Linked DNA regions of Mus musculus: region 1 is linked to region 2. A link is a contact called in public Hi-C data. All regions are on one chromosome and are shown on one strand. Each heading gives the region's core, a stretch centred on a gene start, on an enhancer-like site or on the middle of the called end of the contact. The rest is flanking DNA. Distances are from core to core; before and after follow the strand shown. Region 1 overlaps Rabl3 (RAB, member RAS oncogene family-like 3). Region 2 has its middle 48 kb from the start of Stxbp5l.

Region 1 (6,031 bases), core at 2,885-5,384, 130 kb before region 2:
GGGGCTAGAGGGAGGGCTCGGCAGCTGAGCACTTGTGGCTTTTTGAGAGGACTGGAATTTGGTTTCCACCACATACACTGGGCAGCTCACAACCACCTGCAAGTAGCTTCAGGGGATCCCACACCGTCTTGTGGCTTCTGCAGGTACTTGTGGTATATGTGACACGTGCACGAGTGCATACACACACATACACAGGCACACTTGCATGCATGCACACAATCTTAAAACCTGGTGCTAACCGGATTGAAAGAGTGAGATTATTTCCATTACTATCTACTCATTTCTAAAGGAAGGAAGGGTTCACCAATGAACAGGATACGGTGTACACTCTATCATTATGAGACTTTGTAGTCAATCCCGACATGCAGGAAGCAGAGCCAGGGGGATTAGGAGTTCAAGGCAAGCCTGGGCAACTTGGTGAGTTTCAGACCATTCTAGTTTATGAAGTAAGACTTTGCTTCAAAAGTAAACAAAACTCAGAAATAAGTAACACATGGAAACTAAATAAGGACAGAATAATGTCCCAACAGGTCCCTAGCAGCAATCAGGCCGAGTTTCCCACCAGCTGGCTCCTAAAGGATCGCTACAGCACTGCTGCAATCCTCAAGACGGGTCTGCGTGAAGCAGCGAGGATTCTGTGCATCCTGCCTGTGGACAAGCACACAGCATCAAGCAGTCAGCGGGTTTCCCTCACAGGCTTCGCTGCTATTCTTATGCAGTCCTTTCAGGGCTTGCTGAATTTGTCAGGGGGAAGACAGGCTAAAGCAGTGGATGTATCTTATAAAACATCACAGCTCGTGTGAAGAAACTCACACGTCCTAACACAATGGGTTTGAGGACCATGCTTTCAGATGATGAAGGAGAGTATAAAAAATACGGATTTCCAGTCTATCCCTGTAGACACTGCACTGGTTGCAGAGGTGCTGCTGCAAGGGAAACATCAAGTAAGTTACAGATGAGGTGCAGATGGACTAAGACAGTCGCATCTGGAGGGATGAAGCTGGGAAGCCTTCTGACACAGAGCACAACCTGTCCTTTCAGGCCTGGGAAGCTTGCTCACAATTGCCTAAGAGAAATTATTCTGGTTTTCGCTCCTGGAGACTGTGTCTGAGTTAGTATTTGAAGTCATATGAGACTAGGACAAAGATGCACTCATTGGCCTTTGAGGTAGAAAACCTGGTTTCTGGTTAGCATACACCTTGAAACACTGAGTCCCTGAAGCCCCCAAAGGACTGATGCCTTTCCTCGTTCTCAGCAGGACAGAGTCACCTTATCACGCAGGCATAGACTTATCACCAGCTAAGAAAATCTGGAGGACCCAGCCCACCTCTAGTCGACGCAGCCTTGGCATTCTGAAAGGTTTTCTCTACAGAAAATGGGGCAGACCTGTATTGCCATGTATTTTGCTTTCATATTCAGTACACGTTGTGTAAGACCAGCCAATCGTTTTGCTGATGCATTCTTTACTGAGACTTAGACAACAAAGCTAGCTTACTCTTTTGCTGAGAGTTGTTCACCCCCAACTCACGAAGTCCTCTCTTATGCATATTACTCCTTTCTTAAAACCAACCTATCTATCTATCTATCTATCTATCTATCTATCTATCTATCTATCTATCTATTTATGAATGAAGCTTTGCTGATAACTTAGGCTATGCTAGTCTAAAATCCATTGTTTCTCTAGGATGTGACTTAAGAGCTCTTAGCTTTAAAAACACTTAAAACACATAAACGTATACTATGTGGCCTTTCCAGATCAAACCCAGATCTATAGGATGCTGTTTTAAGGGACAGGGTTTTGTATTAGATGGGGACACGGATCTAAACCAAGCAGATGCTGCAACATTTTAGATTTGAAAACAATATGGAGAGAATATATAGTTCCTTGTACCACTTCCCAAGAAAAGGCTAATATCTGTGCAGCCTAGCAAGGGAGAACAGAGACTGTCACTTTCCCAGGCCCTAGCTAGACGGTAGGCCTCTGAGAACCACAGTCCCCTACTGGATATATATATATTCCATAAGGAACATCTGTAATTTTAAAACTTTATTTATTTTATGTTTATTTATATGTATATGTGCAGTGTGTGTACCTGCTTGCTTGCATGTGCACCACAGAGGCCAGAAGAGGGTAGTGGATCGCTGGTGCTAGAGTCACAGGTGGTTGTGAGCAGCTCTCTGTGGGTTTGGAGACCTAAATCTGAGTCCTTTGAAGGAGTAGCAACTGCTCTTAACCATTGAGCAATTTTTCCAGCATTGACTAGACCTAACATAGAGATGATTTTTTTCAGTAATTCATGCAGAACAAAGTCCTATATTGCGCTGCTATGCGAAATGGGCAGGAGGTAAGGCAGCTGCATAGCCTGGAGATGCAGATGAGCAGGGCTCCAGCTCAGTGTCAGGAGGGTGCAGATGTTCCTCACAGGGAAACAACAGACTCCAGGAGACAGCTTAGCTTTACAAAGTAATAGCGACATTTACATGGAAAATATTCATAGCTGAGAGAATAAAGGGCTTTAACCTCTGTTCGGTGCCTCTGGAGAGACGTAATTACACAAAGCACTAAACAACAGCTGACTATAAACTGTTTTGAGGAAGACTCCTATCTTTTTAAGAACCCCCACTCAATCCAATAGCCTTTACTCTTTGCTTAGAGAGCGCTAGCGATGGAGTAAGTACGTCAGCAGGCCTTGAGCAATTATTCCAACAGATAAGAGAGATCAAAACAGGTATTCAGGCTGTGAAGTTTTGGGCAAAGGAACAAAAGGACACAGCATTCTACAAAGAGTTTAAGCTATCATATGTTAAGTTTAAAAATAACTTAATTGAAGCCATTACCTTATCAAAAAATCTACTGAGCTTGACAGCATTGGAGGAGCCTGCAGCTGAGGACCGTGGGTTTGTGCAATCCTGGAAGACAAAGGCGCACAGAGAAAAGCCAGGAGTGAGGCTCCAGTGCCATTCTGTATAAGTCATCGGAATGCTCACAAAATACAAAGCAATACTCAGATTATGATACGTGAGCAGGAAGGCAAAGAAGGTGCAGCCATTTAGTCCTGTCATCTGAGCAATATTGGAGGATACTAACTCCACACACCCATCATTAATTACTAGCATATTGTTAACAAAACCAAGGGACTGATCAGGTGACCTGCATATGTTAACAAAATCACATCAACAGGATTTATGTAAACACGTACTGCAGACCAGGGACTAAGTGTTTAACGAGTTAAGAACTATGCAGTCTGTATAATAGTTGGAAACATGAAAATAAGATTTAGCCAAAGAACAAACAGTTGTAAGGAATTTCTCCCTTTCTTCATATAACAAAAGGCATACTGGTTCTGATAATAATAGATATATTATCTAGGAAGATTCTTTACGTAGGAAGCACAGAGCTCAGAGGAGGCTGCACAGCCTGGGACACTAAGTCATCACAACACCTTGTAAATAACAGCGAGTCAGCTTTGATCTTTACCTCAAATGCCACCAAGACCAAATTGTACAGGTATCATTCAGACTCCTTCATAAAGATAAGTGTCTTGCAAGCATCTGTGGGCCCTCCGTGCCTCTTGAGCAGTTTCTGAAATGATTCTTGCTGTAACAGCCAGGCCCACATATTTCCTTCTAATCCATTTAGTAGCAATGTCAACACAGCATTTCAAGGATTGCCCTTTAAACAATGGCAGCAACTATAACAGTTCTCACCCCCCCCGCCCCCCCCCCCCGCCAGGAGTGGGGAGGTAGGAAAGGGGGCTAACTGCTTATAATTACAATAGTTTCCAAAGATCATAAAATACTAGGGGAATCAGCATCTTGGAGGCCAGTAATCTCTGTCTTCAAGTATCTGTGCCAACGTTTCCAGATTGTGTACCCTGCTTAAGTCATTATGGCTCTAAAGTTGGGCTTACTCATTTGTGAAACGGAGATGATTCTATTCAGAGTTTTGTGAAATGCAAAGAGGTACTGCACGCCTGTCACACAGCAGGCACTGGGGCATCAGTTCTCTTTCTCATTGTTACAAATGCTATCAGACTGAATTTTCAAGCACAGAAACATTTAATTTAATACAGATAATCCCATGTGTGGATTAACTACCCGGGTATCTCACCGTGTACACACTGCTGAATTTGCAATAATGTTTGAACACATTTCTGTACCAGTTGGGACAGATGAGAAATCAACCTTAGACCTGCATTAGATGGTTTTGCGAAATGGTTATTGATTACCTCATCAGAACATTTAATGACGACTCTAAGTAAGAGTTAAAATTACTAAATAAAAAAAAACCCTAAATCAAATGGCAATCAAACAAGTTGCCATCTCCCCCATAAAATTAACTACTGGGCTCCACAATTTAGGTTGAGCAGGAAATCTGAAACTACATCCTTTTTAGGATGAAAATTTTGGAGCTGAAAAAGCCATCTGCCATTGATCATGGCTGAGGGAGAGCCTGAAAATCAGAAGCTCTAAACAGCTTGTGTGAATGTGGAAAACGACCAGAAACTAAATAAACACACATGAGAAAATAGACTATATACGTAATAACCCTAGTGCCTACTTTTAGTTAAATAATTTGCATTTACAAAGGCATAGAGAAATCCTGACTCCACTCTTGATACATGTGTGTTGGATTCAGGCTTCTTTGTAGGCGTAATGGTGAGCTAGCACTAATGCTACCACCATATTAGTCTCAGTTTGAGGTTCTACGTTTGCTTGTCTGACTCTATTTTCAATTCTCATATTCATCTGCCTTCCTGCACTTTAATTTTTTGTATCCTCATTAGCCACTTCTAGTATTGTTTCTGTTGTGTTGTGAAAGGACACACTGACAAACTAAAGACATGTCATATGTAAGTCCTTGGGAGACTGTCCTACTGCTTATCTTTTGGTTTTGCTAACAGCTGAAGCCGGCCTAGCCTCTGTAAGATAAGGACAAATAATGTGTCTAGCTGGTTGTCAGAGACACCAGTAGGCACTAGACAAAGATACATTCAGAAACATATTCAAGTTACTACTGGAACTAAACATGCATATTTAATGGCAAATAATGTGCAAATAAAGTCACTGCAGCACTAATCTACAGAGATAGCACACTTTTATAATCTATATGGTAGGGAGCCACTTGAGCACTAGGATCCAACACTGACTACCGGGGTATTTACATTGACCATTCCATGGTGGTAAATGCAAACAGGGGGCACATTCCACTGTACAATAAAATATAAGAAACAATGGAGGGCAGGCAGAGACTGAACCAGACAGGTAGAGGCAATGTTTACAGATGTTAATTCACTGAGCAAAAGGTATCAGACTCACTTGAATGATCTGGCGGAGGCTCCAGCTCAGTGGTAAAGTGTTTCTCATGTGTAAGGCTCAGTACCACATTACAAAACAAAGCATTAACAGTGAGCTCCTGCCAGCATTCTGAGCACAAAGCTCTGACTTGAAGAGCAGTCATTATAAACATTCATAGGTGCTGTTGGTAATATAACTATGCAGTGAGCTTTGGGTAACTGTTGATATAAATGATTTCAAAGCACCTTCATTTTAAATCTTAGTTGAAGGGTAATCAAGTGGGAAAGGGACTTAAGTTGTATAGTCGGAGCGCCTTATTTGACTTCATCTTTAAAATGGAGCTAGAAGTACCTACATTACGTGTGATGTGATACCTGTAAACCTTACAACTGCATCTGGAGAACAGCTGCCCTCCAAGTGCTGGCCACTGGCTCAGTCAGCACTGCACACCTGAACAACAGTGTACTGACAGCGTGGCAATCCTGCTTATGAGCATCGATAACTCATCTCCACCTCCGAGGCTGCGGGCGAGGTCTTGTTCTGGGGAGTGGGAATTGGTTTATATGCGTTGTTTCCTAGCTCGTTAGCATTCTGTTCTAATTAAGCTAGCTATCACAGAGTTTCTATATGTAAGACTTTATATACATCAGTCCTTATGACACATTCCTGGTTTACAGTGTGCAACTTCCTCATACATCTGCTTGTGTGCCCTTCAAATTAAGCAGTTGTGGTA
Region 2 (5,998 bases), core at 1,209-3,708:
TGATTTGTTTGATGCTTGAGACCTCTTGATGCGCAGGAGTTCAAAGTCCTCATGACAGCTCCCACAGTCACTCTTGCTTAAGCCATTTTACCATTCCCACCTCCACAAACAGTTTTGTCCTAATACAAAGACTCAAAGGAATCCCAAGGTTGAGATTAAGCTTTAAAACATAACTCACAAATAACCACACTGATAAACCTTTAAAATACATGTAATTCTGTACAGCCTCTTTTTTTTTTTTTTTTCAGAGCAGAGGACAAAGTCTGTGCCACAAAGAGAGGTCTGAGTAGAGAAAGAAAGACAGTCAGGAACGTAACTGCCTCCATGATTCATGTGAAGTTTACTTTGAATTTTCTGAAAGTAACATTTTCATTTAAGTATGATTGAGTGCATATATGTGAATATATCCATATTAAAAAGTGGTTACAGCCTTACTTAGAAAAAGAAAGAAAGGAGAGGATATGGGGGATGGAGAGATGGCTCAGTGGTTAAGAGCTCTGACTGTTCTTCCAGAGGTCCTTAGTTCAATTCCCAGAAACCACATGGTGGCTCACAACCATCTGTAATGGAAGCTAATGCCCTCTTCTGGTGTGTCTGACGACAGCTACAGCATACTCACATACACAAATACGGTTTTTTAAAAAAGAAGAGAAGGACATGGGACCTAGGCACCAAATTCCATGATACACACAGGAACCAAGCAGTTTAAAATTTACCCCCACGATAGTAAAATATGCACACAAAGAATGAACATTGTCTAATTTTAAAAGAGAGACTTTAAATAAATGTCTTTATTTTCCATTTTCTTCAGCTATTTTAAGTATTCTCAATAACTACTCCTCCCCCCAAAAAACACTCTAAACTCACGGATTTCTAAATAAGGGAAATCTTAGTAGCTTTCTGAATTGTAATCAGATTTCTTTTTTTAAATTATTTTTAAAATTTATTTATCTTTTTGTTTGTTCATTTGTTAAAGATTTATTTATTTATTTAATGTATATGAGTACACTGCAGCTGTACATATGGTTGTGAGCCTTCATGTGGTTGCGGGTGGTTGTGAGCCACCATGTCGTTGCTGGGAATTGAACTCAGGACCTTCAGAAGAGCAGTCGGTGCTCTTACCTGCTGAGCCATCTCGCCAGCCCCTGTAATCAAATTTCTATGTGTGAGCATTTCAATCATTCTTAGTTCTCTGAAAATTCCAAGCAATGTGGTTGGAAGTGTGACTTATTCTCCTCTTCACTCTCACTCAGCTTTGCTTTGAGCATCGGCTTCTGTGGATGCACCCGTGGATTCAGGATAACGGTCCAGCTCCTTCTAAAGGGACTGCTTAGTGTTGGAGAGCTCTATGTTTTCTGGAACTACATTTCTAAGTAGGGCTCTGTGTTCACTGTAAGGTGTGAAAACGGGCTGTTGATGTGAGGAAACATACCTATCTATAATCCCATGGCAGAAGGATCGCAAGTCTGAGGGCTGTATAACGGGACCCCATTGTAAAAATTAAGATACATGAAAATGCATTTATAAGTTGAGGCAGCCTCAGGTTATAGAGGAGAGGCCCACTTGTGTGCCTTACTTCGTGGACCAGGTCTGGCCACCCCACGGGGTGGCTTCTGAGTAGCCTTCATTAGGACAAAAGCCAAACACCTTTGATAGAAAATAATTGGAAATCAAAGGCTAAATGACCAGTAAATGACAAAAAAAAAAAAAAAAAAAAAAAAAAAAGAAAAAAAATCATCCCCGTGTCTCTGAGGAAGCAAAGCAGTAAGGTGAGATACTGGCTATACACAGTCAAGATAAGATGGCCTTGTGTTCAAACTTGGTTACTGAAGGGAACTTCCTAAGGCCCGAATTGCAGCTTACTATTTTCCCACAGAGCTTCTTGACCTTTCTAATTCTTAATTTTCCCATCAGAAGAGCCGTGTGGCAATAACAATACCCCTCATACTTTTTGCTTTGAGAATTAAACATGATAATATACGTAAAATGGTTTGTATTCTACCTTATGTGTGACAAGGGCTTTATATTGATCCAAGTGTTGGCAGTCTAGAAGAGAGACATGCAGTGAAGGTGGGCACAGGGCCAGGGTTGGAGTGTGCAGGGGGCCACTGGGGTTAGTATACCCTGACTGTATCTCACTGTGTCTGGCATGAAGGAAATCCATGCTTCTTTGACTGTGCAGCCACACCAACATATGACAAAATAAGAAATCTGGAGAGCTATGAAAGCAAAGAACAGCTGTGTCTTTTCTCTTCTGTTTAGCTTATTTTTGCTCCTTGTGAAGACCCCTCTGGCTGCTGAGATTAAAAGCAACATCTTCTCCCATACCCCCATACCATCAACCCTTCCCAATTCCCTTCTTCCAGTGAACCAGGAGTTCTAAGCAGCAGCTCTTGTGACAGAATATCTGACAGGCTGGCTCCCGTGTGCTGGCACCTCTCCATCCCTGCCCATCCCTGTCTCAGTTTTGGCTTCCCTCCTCCGACTTCTCTGCATAGCAGCAGAGGGTGTGCAAACCACTCTGCCCAATGGCTGACAGACCTGCAGGCAGCCTCTGTGAAGGAAGTCAGACTGTGCTTCAGAACATATTTGGAGGACATTACTTCTGGTCGCCAGTGACAGCTTTAGGGTTTGCATTTTGTTATCAGTAGGCTCTCAGTGGTCTCTTTTCTGGTTAGTAATAAGTTTGGTTTTCTTCTAAGGCTTTTAAACCACTATCTTGTTTTGTTTTTTTAATCCTCTCTTCTCATCTATCTCCTTGTTTATTTTTGTCAGGAAATACATATTTTAATATGTTAGGGTATAAAATCCTTTCTAAAATTCAATGTATATATGAAAATCATGATTTGTTTTGGGGGAAGGTTCCACTTAATAAATTCAAGGCCTCTGGGTGGGGGAAAATATCTTTAATAAGCCCACATATGATATGCAAATAGACATCTGTGTGATTACACACATAGGGTCCTACCTGTTGCTCGTCACCTTGCAGTATGGTAACTCCAGATTCAGAGCTTACAGAACACTATGAGCACTCTGGCTGACTGACTCTTCTATCCTAAGACTTTATTGCTAAATAAAATCTGGAAAATCATGACACTGGATGAATCAGGAGTGTCGGGAGATATGAGAGAACAATATCACACTCTGAGAATGTAAAATACTCAAGAAAAACTGTAGCAGTGTCTTATAAAGAGCAAAACGGGAGCTGGAGAGATGGTTCAGTGGTTCAGAGCATATAAACACATTATATTTTTATGAGACTCTTGGTGGTGGTGACTGAGGGATTCATAATGTAAGGATTAAACCAGAATCTAACAAAGGTGCCCCAGAAATTCTGTGGCCAGAATGCGTAAGTATAGAGAGAGGAATTGTGTTGGCTCTGAACTTCTCCATCCTGATTCAGCAGGAGAAACTCTGTCCTATGAATCTTGTGTTTTGTGCTGCATGCTCTTTGTTGGCCTGTTTTCTTTTTCTTTTCTTTCTTCTTCTTCTTTTTTTTTTTGGTTTTCTTTTCTTTCTTTTTTTTTTTTTTCCTTGCCTTGCTCCATGTTGCGTAGGAGACTGTTTTCTGATAAATCCCATCAGCTGGGTTTCCTTGTCCTCTAGTATTTCCCTGGGACCAGCCAACCAGAGAAGTATCACGGACACTGAAGGCAAAAGGGGAAGAAGTAGAACATAAGCTCCCCTGACGCTTTCCTTTTGAGGCTGTGGTTTGACAATGGTTGTTTACATCTACCACAGTGCAGTTTTTATCTGGCAGCCCTCTACTCCAGCTATAGCTTCTCCTCCTCTAGGTTTTGGCAACCATTCTGCCCACCCCCAACCCCCATCACCTTTTGCTTCTTCATGTTCAGAGGAAGCAGTGAACTTTTCAGTCTTGAAGAATTCCCATCTTCCTTTATTGGTTTCCCTCTCCACAAGGAGAGCCTTGGGAACAATCCCTGCATTAAAGAGCTTGATAGTCACTCTTTGAAGCTCTCTGCCTGTGTTTGTGTTTGCCACGTGAGCACTGTTGTTGACTGAGTCTTCTATCGTAAGAGTTTTGTTTGGTAAAAGATTTTACTGCCAAAGAAAGTGTGGGAAACCATGACACAGGATGAATCAGGAGCACTGGGAGAAGCTAGAGAACAAATAGCACGCTCTTTGTGAATATAAAATACTCAAGAAAAGCTGTAGCAATGTCCTATTAAAAACAAGAATGAGAGCTGCAGAGATGACTCAGTGGACAAGAGCTTATAAAGAATATACTGTTTTTGCAGAGGACCCAGGTTTGGTTCCCAGTACCTATTTGAGAGTATTCACAGTTGCCTATAATTGACTCCAGCTCTAAGGGGTCCAATGCCCTCTTCTGGCCTCCATGGGTGCCTGCACTCACGTGTACCTGGACTTATGTCTACATACCCATACCCACACTCAGACTCTTGCAATACACATAATAAGAAATAAGACAAATCTTTTATAACTACAATCACACTGAATCAAGTATTTTATCAGTCATTTTAAAATTCTACTAGAAAATACACTTTATCTAGTCTAAATTTAGTATCTAAAAAGGCACACATTCCCCCTAAGTTTTAACCATTTGGTTCTTCCATAAATTGAATGCTTGACTGCACAGAAGCAGGTAAAGGCTAGCAATATGTCTCTTAGTCAGTTTATATTTTGTTCATGCACCCATTACCCTCTGTAGGAAAGCCCCCTGATTCCTATTCAAATATCTTCTAAGGCCAGAAGCCCCTTCAGCTGTTTTTATCAAGGGTGGGCCTGGGAATTGACTTGATATGCTATATCACAGTCAAGTGTGAACATTTGGAATCAAGTCTAAAGCGAGGGATCTGTGATGGAGGATATATGATATTGAATGGAAGAATCTTGGAAAGTGGAGCTTTCTGAATTGATGGGGAGACAGCTTTTATAGGATACTTGCCAGTCTAAATGATGCAGGCTTCTAACCTGCTGTAGATAGCTATTACATATTTTCCGTAGAACCATGGAGAAAGGATATTGTAGCATGAGATTCTATCAGATCTTACCTATGGACAGCTGTCTTTGGGGTTGCTAATAGTTCACTGGAATACTTATTTTTCAGAGTCTAGATACTCCACCCAACACCTAGAACCATCAGCTGTACTTGGGAACATGGTTAGATGTGCAATTTCTTGGTCCTTACCACAGACTTACTACATGAGAAAGTTCAAGGTACTCTCTCTTTTAGTAAGTCCTTCAGTGGTTATGATACATACTAAAGTTTGAGAACAGCTCACTAGAACACTGGCAATTCTAATCTAGGCCTCATGGGAAAACACATAGTAATTCTTTAGTGACATCTTCCATGAATATGAAAGAGAGAGAGATGGCAGCAGTGCATCATAGATTTGGTAATCCCCCTCCTAGATAGAGTGGATAAATACACTGAAACATTGAAAACAGCTGCTCAGAGAAAGTCCAAAGAGTTAGATCTAGGCATTGACAGAGAACACAGTGGCTCCTCACATAGAGGATGGGGTGGCAGTAATTTGGAAAATATAAGCTTTACTCTATACTTATAAAAATGGGTGTGCAATAAATACAATGCTTATTGCAACATGCAAACAATAATTCTCATATATTCAGCATTCTCCCCTCTCATCCCATTATGCTTGTCAGTTGAGTCTATAGATCCTTCTGCACAGAATCTGTGTGAGGGGTGAGGACGTGAAGCAAGAAGAACCCAAAAAGAAAGACTGTCATACAGGAGCAAAGAGAGGCAGGAGGATCGAATAATAGGTGCTGAATGCAACAGAGGTCATGAAGAGGCCAGACTAGTTTAAGGAGGAGATTTATTTTGAGAGTTGAGGGTCATTTGGAGTGAAACTTAAGAAGGTAAAAGGCAACTAGAGAGATGGAAGGAAAAATCTTAGGAACTTTTGCTATGTATTGGGGGAAAACCCCCACATTTGCTATGGTTGAGAGACTTCTATATAAAAATTATATTAATATTCAGGGTTTTAAAAGTCAC

What was found. Hi-C and Micro-C count contacts between places; a contact is called where the count stands out from the background.
Region 1: a contact with region 2 is called in a Hi-C map of cortical neurons, with 2.0 times the contacts expected there. The contact joins two enhancer-like sites. A contact is called at or near these places in 2 of 39 promoter capture datasets (embryonic stem cells and stem cell-derived epiblast-like cells), 6 of 484 Hi-C or Micro-C datasets (cerebral cortex, cortical neurons, embryonic stem cells and 1 more) and 1 of 9 other capture datasets (pancreatic islet).

Annotation. Positions count from the first base shown.
Region 1 is chr16:37,564,199-37,570,229 of GRCm38.p6, reverse strand. Rabl3 (RAB, member RAS oncogene family-like 3) reads right to left here. Exons shown (of 8, transcript NM_001042499.1): 6 at 2,839-2,910. Among named protein-coding and RNA genes, the nearest start is that of Hgd, 13 kb to the left of the region's middle. Within about 2 kb of position 4,134, at least 23 of the 459 cell types and tissues checked have an H3K27ac peak or open chromatin away from gene starts, as enhancers often do. A contact at or near this core is called in cortical neurons, where this site is marked.
Region 2 is chr16:37,430,106-37,436,103 of GRCm38.p6, reverse strand. No RefSeq gene overlaps it. Among named protein-coding and RNA genes, the nearest start is that of Stxbp5l, 48 kb to the right of the region's middle. Within about 2 kb of position 2,458, at least 13 of the 459 cell types and tissues checked have an H3K27ac peak or open chromatin away from gene starts, as enhancers often do. A contact at or near this core is called in cortical neurons, where this site is marked.